Linked DNA regions of Xenopus laevis: region 1 is linked to region 2. A link is a contact called in public Hi-C data. All regions are on one chromosome and are shown on one strand. Each heading gives the region's core, a stretch centred on a gene start, on an enhancer-like site or on the middle of the called end of the contact. The rest is flanking DNA. Distances are from core to core; before and after follow the strand shown. Region 1 holds the start of LOC108708478 (FERM, ARHGEF and pleckstrin domain-containing protein 1-like). Region 2 overlaps LOC108708478 (FERM, ARHGEF and pleckstrin domain-containing protein 1-like).

Evidence for each region. A called contact is a pair of places that touch in the nucleus more often than the background predicts.
Region 1: a contact with region 2 is called in a Hi-C map of the XTC cell line, with 4 times the contacts expected there. The contact joins the promoter of LOC108708478 here to the enhancer-like site in region 2. A contact is called at or near these places in 3 of 4 Hi-C or Micro-C datasets (the XL177 cell line, the XTC cell line and animal cap).

Annotation. Positions count from the first base shown.
Region 1 is chr2L:126,489,168-126,495,017 of Xenopus_laevis_v10.1, reverse strand. It overlaps LOC108708478 (FERM, ARHGEF and pleckstrin domain-containing protein 1-like), which reads left to right and starts at 1,257. Exons shown (of 28, transcript XM_041582412.1): 1 at 1,257-1,621.
Region 2 is chr2L:126,387,133-126,392,494 of Xenopus_laevis_v10.1, reverse strand. It overlaps LOC108708478 (FERM, ARHGEF and pleckstrin domain-containing protein 1-like), which reads left to right. Exons shown (of 28, transcript XM_041582412.1): 22 at 167-256; 23 at 3,633-3,715; 24 at 4,776-4,888; 25 at 5,283-5,362. Among protein-coding and RNA genes, the nearest start is that of stk24.L, 44 kb to the right of the region's middle. Within about 2 kb of position 2,309, at least 1 of the 7 cell types and tissues checked has an H3K27ac peak or open chromatin away from gene starts, as enhancers often do.

The sequences.
Region 1 (5,850 bases), core at 8-2,507, 100 kb before region 2:
CTACAAGGACTCCAAGGTCCTTTTCCATAATGGATTTGCCTAGTGCAGTCCCATTAAGGGTATAAGTGGCTTGGATATTTTTAAATCCCAGGTGCATGACTTTACATTTATCAACATTGAATCTCATTTGCCACTTAGCTGCCCAGATTGCCAAGATCCTGTTGCAAGGATGTCACATCCTGGATAGTTTTGTGTCAACTGCAAACACTGATACATTACTTACAATAACCTCCACGAAGTCATTAAGGAACAAGTTAAATAAAAGTGGACCCAATACTGAGCCCTGGGGGACCCCACTAAGAACCTTACTCCAAGTAGAGAATGTCCCATTAACAACCACCCTCTGTACCTGATCCTGTAGCCAGTTTCCTATCCATGTGCAAACGACTTCATTAAGCCCAACAGACCTTAGTTCAGAAAGCAGTTGTTTGTGGGGCACAGTATCAAACGCTTTGGCAAAATCCACATAGATCACATCTACTGCCCCCACTGTCCAGCATCTTACTTACCTCATCATAAAAAGCAATCAAATTTGTCTGACATGACCTATCCTTCATAAAGCCATGCTGATTGCTGCTCATAATGCCATTCACTAGGACATAATTTTGAATGTGATCCCATAACAAGCCTTTAAATAAATTGCCCACCATGGATGTCAAGCTTACTGGCCTATAATTGCCAGGCTGAGATCATAATCCATTTTTAAATATTGGAATGACATCAGCTCTTTCCATAGTATCAGTCTAATGCCAAAGTTCTCTGCTCTGCACCCATTTCTAAACCAGAGCAAACCTTTCAGAGGCTGCAAAGTCTTCAATTGTAGGTGCCCAAACACTACAAACCCTTGGTTTAGGTAATAAATAATACTAAGATTGCCCCAGTGACCCATAGCATCCAATCAGAAGCTAGCATTACAGGTCACCTGTTTAAAAGCAATCTTATTGCTGGTTGCCATGGTTACTGCATCTGGGCAAACATAATGCCTTGTATGATATGGGGGAGTAGAGCTTAAGCCAGTGACACTATTAGAAAAGCGACCAGTGTATATGTGTGAATGAGATAAATAATATTGCTATATTAATACAAAGAAATTGCCCTCAGCACGTGTTCGCTGCCAATACAAAGAATATGGAGCTGTATTGCGGCCAGTGCTTATTATCATAGTGACTGGATTGGGAAGCGCCAAGCAGGCAGTAAGAAAGAATGAGCACAGGGGGGAGCTCGGTCCCTTCCATCCGCTGCTTGTGGGTCTCTCCTCCCAGGGGCCATGAGGGGAGGGGGCGGCCAGTTCGGAGTGGCTGTGAGAGGACAGGAGGAGGGGAAATCGGCTTGTGCTGTGGCCCGGCTCATCTTCCCGCTCCCTTGTCAGAAGGAGGTAGTAAGGCTACACCCCTCCTCCTCCTCCAGCCATTCCAGGCTCCTGTGAATCCTGTTTGCAAATAGGCTGTGCCATTCCGACAATGGCGACCCTGCAACAGATGCCCTTTCACTCTACTGCCTGCCCTCATATCTTCTAATGGCAGTGCGGCCGCAGCATCGCTAGTGCAGAAGAAGCAGCCGAGGACCGAGCTAAAGTGCACAAGGACACAGTCAATTGCCGAGCCGGGGATTTTATACTGAGGTAAGGGAGGGAAACACACAAAGGGAACCGGCCGGCTCCTGCGTGACTGTTCTGCTGCTGCCAGGCTCCTGGGACATGAACGTACCCGCTCGGGAGCTAAGCTGCTTGTGAGACTGGGCAGAGGTGTGACAGGACGCCAGGCAAGGGGATGTAGGAACAAGGGATCCGAAGGGGGAGGGGCAGATCCGGGCTGGGGGGAGTGGAAAGGTGGCATGTCACATCTATAGCAAAGGGACAACAAAGAGTGAAGGTGAGGCAAGAGAAACACTGCATGTTCAGCTTAGGTGCTTACCTTTTTAGCTAATGGGGTCTCATTTACATCTCTTTGCTGCTTGAGATCACGGGACTGTAACCAATAGCAACCAGACATTCTGTTATTTGAACTCAGCTGTGTCAATCCTATGTCTCTTCTAATGTCTCAATTGTGACTGTAGTCATACTGTGAAAAATATCATTATAAACCTGAGAAAAGCTACCAGAATATTTAAAAGCCACACTGTGATATATAGTGTGTGTGTGGCATAAAATAGGTTCAGCCATTGCCAAATGACAACTATTCAAATGCTAGTTCCATCCACACTCCTCCAAACACTATTCAGGTACAGTCCTGTGTATTCCAAATCTAGTTTTATATTTACAGAAATGTCCCAGTGACTTGCATGGGTGGAGGAATGTGCAGGGACACAAGCATGTCATAATGTTGCCATATCAAAACCAAAGAAAAATGACATGTAAACGTAAGCTGAAGTGAAGTCAGTCATTTTCCTACTTCTCTACTGGGTGTTTCTTCTCCTATCTAAATAGTAAACTAGTGGAAATTTTCCAGCCCCAATGATGTGTATATGTAATTAGTGATAAATGCATACATGGAGAATGAATATTGAAACAATTGTTAAACTGAAACTCCCAGCACCCAACCAACCGGAGGGCCTCAGGTTGGAACTTCATGGTTAATAAGGTTAAATGCCAAGAAAGTCTTCCAAGTCATTCTGAGCTCTGCTCTTCTGTTCAAAGGTAATTGAGAAAATCCACGTGAGGATTGTGGCTTTGTAATCCTATTATTCTTTGTGCGTGCCCACGTTACTGTACTGTTGTATTAACATTGCCTCATAAAAGCACCTCCGGAAAAAATCTTTCCCTATTGCTGAGAAATGTATCTAGCCACTATAGGAATGTCATTTAGGCTTTGACAAGTGAACAAGATGATTTGCATCTGCCGGGGTCGTGACTTTGATTTCATGCATTTGATAGCTACATAATATGCACCATCATGATACATGTTCATTATTTACAGTATACATTTACAGTTAATGTATAAATTAGCAAATTATACAGACAGTAAAAATTAAGTGAAATTTGAGATATATATCTAGCGTAGGGCTGCTTTAATGACTGGGAAAGACTGCAGTTATTGAGGGATACATATATTGCTATCACTAAGTAATATCATATATATGCAGATGACAGCCAAATAAATCTAGACATCCCATCATTAACTTCTGACACACACACACCCAGATTAAAAACGACCCCCTAGCCATTTCTTTTTGGATGAACAAACACCACCTCAAATTGAACTTGTCCGTGATAAAACAGAACTCAGTCTTCCCACCCAAACCTGGCCTTTTACCCTCTTTTACAATTACTGTTGATGGCATGACCATTTATCCTGTTTATTTGGTACACTGCTTGGGGGTTAATTTAGGCCAGTCCCTTTCTTTCTCTAACCATATTATTGGCACTGCCTAAACCTGCTGCTTTCTCCTAGGAAATATTGCCAAGGTATGTTTCTGTCTTTCACAAGAAACAGCTAAATCTATGCCCTTATCCTATCTTATTTAGATTACTGCAATCCCCACTAAAGCTGGCTATAGATGTAAAGATTTTGAAAAGAACTTTTCATTATCGTGAGACCATGATTATCCTGAAACAATCGTTTAAATGTATGATTTGTCCATCAACTAAAAAGACCATTTCAAGTGATAGTGCCAGGAAAACTGAGGATAGCTGCCTGCTTGGCCCTGCAAACATAGATGGATTGCACAGGGAGCGATAATTTTTATTTTAACCTGGACGATCGTAAAATGCACGATCGTTCGATTCCCACTAACCTCATAATAATTTGACGGATTGGTCGGATTGCACTGAAATCGATCGTTCACCGACGAAAGATCTTTGCGTCTATGGGGACCTTAACAGTCTCCCAGACTCCCAACTCTCTCCCGGTCCCTCTCTCTAAGACTATACCCAGAATAGCTCTTTCAGAAAATAACATTGGTTTAGGACAAAGGCAGGTTTAACACAAGTTACATTAAGGTGCCAAGGAGACATAACTTGCTACATTATTGTTTGTGAGTAATCTCTCATCAAATCCATGAAATGTATTCCATAAAAATGTCTTCCTCACTGTATCAATTATTAACATTGTTATGTTATTTAAAGGCATCACAAGCAATCACGGTTCACTTTAACCTATTAGACACCTCAGTATCGGGCTTGTACGTAGTGCAGACCGTGCAGAACATCCTCTTCACTAATGTCTGCAACATGTTTTCTGTGGGAACACCCCTCTGTAGTTCACTAGCATGGGCCATTCACCATGGATCGGTTCATCATTTAAAATACCTTTGGTAGCTTCTCACTTCAGCAGCTGTTCATCAGCTGCTCCTGCTTTTGCACTCCACTTTGGTGTATTTCATTGACCCGAGTCCTCCTACCCAGACTGCCCCTATCTGCTCTTAGTAATCTCTTAGTGATCTTGCTGCAATTTATTCAGATATGAACGGCACCTGTTATTCTTATATCCCGTGTGCAGCACTAAAGGGAGCCATATTCCCAGTGCTATTTGGGGTTCTTCCCAATGACTGAAGTTTTAATTGCTTTATGGCAACTTCACCATCCATCCATCCATCCATTTCCAAGATAAAATCTTTATGAGCCTATATGATTAAGGGCAAGGCGCCTGAAGCTTGTTAGGTCCAGTGTCCTTGCCATTCTGCCAAATAATATACAGCAGAGTGCTGCTTTACTTATTTAATGTTGGGCTTAAAACTAGTCAGTGGGTCTTCATGATCTCCTTTATGCACCTCACTGAACACTTTCACATGTTCCCATCATCAATATTAGCCCACTTGCCCCTTCCTGTTCTGGCCTGTGGTTTCAACAATATCCAGGGCAACAAATACATGTTTAACCTAACCGAGTTTTTTAAAGCTGGGCTTTCAAGTGTATTTAGGAAAGCAAATGGCTGTTTTCACCAATTTTCACAGTAACTGTTCTTCAGTCTGTCCCCATTTCCACTATTCTAAGCCCCCTCTCAGGGGGCCCAGCCACACATTTCGGGAACCATTGCCTTATATGAATTCAATAAAAAATAGTTAAGGAACAATGATACGCCTGTGACACTCAATGGAATGATATGGAAAAGGGTAGAGCCTGTTTATAGACAGCTACACACAATGAGTGATCACAGTAGGTGGTATATGGCAAATCACACATTTAGAAATAACAGCAAGCATAACAGGAAGTATGTAAATTACTATAGGATACTAAAAAGATATCCGTTTTTGAAGCGAACAGAAACTAGTGCATATTTTGCTTCTTTATGTATATATGTTTACAAAGCACTACCTGTGCACAGTAGAACAATCCATTCATGCAGCAAACGGGTCCATACAATAAGATAAAAGATAAATACGAAATACAGTTTTAAGGTTAAATGTTGAGTATTAAAGAGACAAGAGGAAGGCGGTCCCTGCACTGTTGAGCTTACAGTCTTAATGTTTAAAAAGTATTCTCTTTATTAAATCTATTTATTCTTTGTTCAGTCACACAAGTGGAAAATAAGGGCTCTTGCACATGGGAGTCTTTTTGTGCATTTGAGTACACCTCTAAACACAAGTTAATTGATACTATTTTACTTCCATCAGCATCCAAATCTTTTAAGCATAGCTGCATTACATTGTGTTTTATTAAATGCAACATGCTGCCTTTTTTATGCAGTCAGTGTACATTTATAATATTATATACTATATTATACTATAAAAGAGAGCAATGCATGTTGAACTGACAAAAATGCAATTTTAAACATTATTGGAGTGATCTGCATTCATTTTTAGATGCAGAAGAGAAGGCAAAATGCATTGCCATTCAATATAGTTGGTATTGGAGATTTTCTTCCCCCCAGTCAAGTATCAGTTTCTGCAGTTTTTCTCTAGTGGCTATATAGT
Region 2 (5,362 bases), core at 1,060-3,559:
TTCAGGAATTTGTATCTAGTTGTATTGTGTGTGCGCAGTTATTTCACAAGAGAATAGAATACTCTTAGTTTAGTTTACAGGTCATGCAGATTAAGCCAGGACAAACACTTAAAATGGACTAACCAGTAAATAAATATGTTTATGCAATGAATATTTTCTCTTCTAGTTCAACGACGTTATGATATACACAAGCAGAGGGCTGACTTCAACAAATCAGTTTAAAGTTCACGGGCAGCTTCCTCTCTTTAATATGACTGTGAGTATTTACGGTTTCTAGACTCATCTCTGTAACTGTTTTATTTTTTATTCAATGAAATCTAAATGAAATGTAATGTGTTATTGTAAGACAGCGGTCCCCAATCAGTGGTTTCCTAGCAACACGTTTCACCCAGTGGCCTTTAAGCAGGTGCTTATTATTTGTTTCTAGACTTGGAGACAAGTTTTGGTTGCATAAAAATCGTGTACTGCCAAACAGAGTCTCCTGTAGGCTGCCAGTCCACCTAGGGACTACCAAATGGCCAATCACAGCACTTACTGGCTCCACCTAGGAACATGTTTCATGCTTGTATTTCTCCTCATGTGGCTCTTGGGTAAAAAAGTTTGGGGTCCCCCAGTTGTAAGGTAACGGCACAGTTTATATTGCTTCAACAAATCCTATAAATATATATATATATATATATATTTCTCAATTGGGCAGCTTAAAGAGGTTGTTCACCTTCCAAACACTTTTTACAGTTCAATTGTTTTCAGATTGTTCACCAGAAAAATAAGACTTTCAGTTACTTTCCATTTTTTATTTTTTACCGTTTTTTCAAAACCTAAGTTTAAAGTTTAATGTTCCTGTTTCTGGTGTTTGAGTCTGGCAGCTCAGTAATTCAGGTGCAGACTCTTAGCGAGCTAGCACACGGGCAGATTCGGGGAAATTTAGTCGCCTGTTGACTAATCACCTCTTCTGTGGGGCGACAATCTCCCCGAACTGCCTTCCACCTGCTATAATGAGAAAACACCAGCGCCAATGCACTCACAGCACTTCGATTTGCCAGGCGACTAAATCTCCCCGATTGTGCCTGTGTGCTAGCTCCCTATACAGTTAAATTTTGCAATATTTAGTTGATACATTTCTCTGCAGCATCTCTGGACTATTAGCAACAATTGTATCAATTCCAACAGCTGCCTGTAATGAAACCCAGAGATTCTGCTCAGCAGAAAAAAAGATAAGATATGTATCAACTAAATGTTTAAATCTAGAACAGGTTACAGGGTCGGTGACCCCCTCTCCCAGAGCTGCTTTAGAAGCTGAAAAATTACACTTTACACTTCAATATTAGAAAAAGCGTCACACATAGAAAATAGAAAGTCATTGGAAAGAGTTGTTATTTCTGGTGAACTATCTGAAAACAGCTAGGTGTTTGAAGGTGAACAACCACTTTAAGCATAAATACTTCACATTTACATTTAACACTCATCTTGGGGCATTTGGCACAAGTGTTCCATCATCACGTTATTATTTTAACTGTAACATGTGACTGTAATACAGGTATATATCTGTAATTCAGGATGTTCAGCACCAGAGGTTTTCTGGATAAGGGGATCTTTCCAAACAGCAGACTATCCTTATATTGCATATGTGATCCATTCCAAAGAAAATATACTGAAAACAGGAACACAGAAAACAGCAATTGAATTTATTTGTATTTACGTTGAAGCAAGTATAACAAGGAATATAGATATATAGTCACAGAATAGTAATGAAGGGGATTTCCTGTTTAATGCAGACGTCAAACGCCCATTGTTTGTTTCTTCTTTATGTGTTATGTGCATTAAATTCAGGAAGGAGACTGATTTTGAAGGGATAAAAAAAAACACTACTTCCCTATTCTGTATAACAGCTGTGTGAATTCTCTCCCCAAAATGCTGCTTCTCATATGGGACCCAGTGCACCCAAAAATGGAGGTGCAGTTTTATAGTATAGTGTATTTATTCTACCATATAAAAAAAAACAAAAAAAACAAAAGAAAAGAATTATGTTAACTTATAAGAGGCAACAATCCTCCAGTATTCACAAACTATATGATATGATATATATGTAATGAATCCTACTGGCTCCTGGCATATGGCAGAGCTCACTGGATTAGCAGCTGCAGACTGAATAAAGATGAATCACATACTCAAATTTACAATGTTTGCATGCAAAATGTTGTGCTTCTTTGTAATTATACAAAGAAAGGATCTTTTTACCACAGGCAGGGCATAATCAATACACGCACAGTAGCACATGATCACCTAGTGGTAACAAACTAGAATACAGCAGCTAATGAGAATGCCTCTGCACAGCTTAGAAAGATGGGAGCACTGCGTATACTGAATTTGTGATTTGTGATCCTGAAAGAATTAGGGATGCGCCGAATCCAGGATTTGGTTCGGGTTTTGGCCTTTTTCAGCAGGATTCGGCCGAATCCAAATTTGCAAATTAGGGGCAGGAGGGAAATTGCGTGACTTTTTGTCATAAAACAAGGAAGTAAAAAATGTTTTCCCTTTCCCACCCCTAATTTGCATATACAAATTTGGATTCGTTTTGTTATTCGGCCGAATCTTTCACGAAGGATTTGGGGGTTCGGGCGAATCCAAAAAAGTGGATTCGGTGCATCTCTAAAAAGAATAAATGCAGATACAATTTTCTTTTATTAGTTTTATTCCTATTTACATTTATTATGGCTCATCCCCACTTCAGAAAATGTGGTATCATTATTATTATTTGAATTTACTTTTAAGACTTGCTTAGCCGAACCTGTACATTTAGGGCTATTCCACACGGGGAGATAGCGACGCGTTTGCGGTCGCGGCGACAAAGCGCCGCGACAGTCGCCGCGACCGGCGCAGGCGACAGTTTTGTATGGGCGCCTATGTAAAAACGCCTGTGCTAACCACACGAGGCGATGCGCTTTTCAACAGTCGCCTGAAAATGCCTCGCCAGGCTTTTTCAGGCGACTGTTGAAAAGCGCATCGCCTCGTGTGGTTAGCACAGGCGTTTTTACATAGGCGCCCATACAAAACTGTCGCCTGCGCCGGCCGCGACCGCAAACGCGTCGCTATCTCCCCGTGTGGACTAGCCCTTATAGAGAAAATACCGTTACACTGTTGTTTATTTACAGTGATATCTCCTGACTAGACACTCGGAAATGTTTGTAAATGAATCAGTCAAGAGTTCTGATTTTTATTTTCCACTTTGACTTTCAGTGAAGCAGCTTTTGAATTGTCAGTTCTGCTTTCACGTGATGATAATGGGGAAGTCTTGTTCTTGTTGGAAAGTGGCAGCCTATTCTAATAGGGAAATGTTTCTAGTTTACTGTTGCAGATCTCCTGTAATGTCATATGTGCAGTTTGAATCACACTGAGCCCCTTCTGACCTGGAGGCATGCTGATAAATGGGATTGACCTTGTACTACAGGGCGCACTACATATTTATTTACGGATCTGTTTTTTAGGAAGGATATAAAGAGCTGACGCACAATCTAACCTCACATACTATGCCAGTGTATAGAGTAAGCACCCTGAGCAATGCCTCCGCCACCCACTAGTTATATGTTGGCCTGTTATTGAAGTGTTTGTGTGCTTGTCCCTCTGTCTTTCAGATAGAAGAAAGTGAAGATGAATGGGGAGTACCTCACTGCCTTACATTACGGAGTCAGAATCAATCGATCATTGTTGCAGCCAGGTAAATTGCTGCTCTGTACTTTCTTTATTATTGTGTATTTAGAAGGGAAAGATGCCAGACGATCCTGACGGTGATCATTGTTAGTGGTGATTAAACCAGTGCACAGGCTATTTAATCTGGGATAGAGACTAAGGGCCAGGAAATCCAAGAAACATTAACACATATGTATAAAGAAAGCACATATTCTGCAGTAATATAAAGTGTCTGGATGTTTGGCTTGATAGCAGCAACACCGAGCAGAACTACTCATGGCCAGAAAGTCATCCATGTATTCCTGAAGTGAACTTTATTCATTCTCAAAGTTGAAGAACTTTCTTACAAATAACTTTGCTTAATACCAAACGCAAATCTGAGCCGTGGAATTTAGTCTTGTTGCAGTTTTGACTTTGTATTATGCATTCATAGTGCCATATTTGAATTCTCTTTACACATAAGGGGTTGTGTAATAAAAGGCACTAAGTTTGCCCAGGAGCAGTAGCTGATAGCAACCAATCAGCAGGTAGCATTTACTGGTCAACTGTTTAAAATAGGGATGAATCGAATCCAGGATTCTGCCTTTTTCTGCAGGATTCGGATTCGGCCGAATACTTGTGCCTGGATGAACCAAATCCTAATTTGCATATGTAAATTAGGGGTGGGTAGGGAAATCACGTGACTTTTTGTCACAAAAAAGTTTTTTTTTCCCACTTTTTCCTTTTCTGCCCCTAATTTGCATAGGATTTGGTTCAGTATTTGGTCGAATCTTTCACCAAGGATTCGTGGATTCAGCCGAATCCCAAATAGTGGATTTAGTGCATCCTTAGTGTAAAAGCAAAACGTCTTATTGGTTGCTAAGTTTACTGCTCCTAGGGAAGTTTAGTGACTTATATTCCATATGGGGGTTAATGCCTAACATGGCGCTATATCTGCTGTATAGGCCTGAAGTCAGTAGGGCTGAGTCTGCCATTAAAATGGTGTAAAATACTGTTTGAAGCACACCAGCACTCAACCCTGGTTTTTATGGGTTTTTTATTACTTATTACACAACTTTATAAATACATCCATTAATGTTTTTACCTAGTACTCGTCCTGAAGTGGAAAAGTGGAGTGAGGATATTCAGATGGCCATTGATCTGGCTGAGAATAGCAGCGGCCCTGTACCTGAGCTCTTGGCCAGTAGCCCTCCTGATGGCAGTAAGTAAACAAAGCGCAGGTCAAACATGGCTGCACTGGCCTTAGGGATTATAGGGCCTATTAGCGAGAAATAATTAAAACTTAAATTAAAGATCATTTACGTTTATAAATGCCAGTCCAAATGAATTGAAACTTAAAGATCATTTACATTTATAAAAGCCAGTGCTTATTATTCACTCCTTCAATACATACAGTACATTCCAGTGACACTCAGATTGCTTCCCGCTCTATATGATGCATTTCTGTGCTGAAATGGAACAAAAATATTTCACAGCACTTTCCCTAACTATGCCTTAACTACAACTGTGAGAAATTGTAACTCAGAAATGTATTTACTGAGTATTACCATACAGAATGATACTAGTATTGAACCTGTGCATTGATTGTGTGACAGAGACACCAGAGGAAGGCTCTACAGACCAGGAGTCGGAGGATGATTTAAGCGCATCTCGCACATCTTTGGAAAGGCAATCG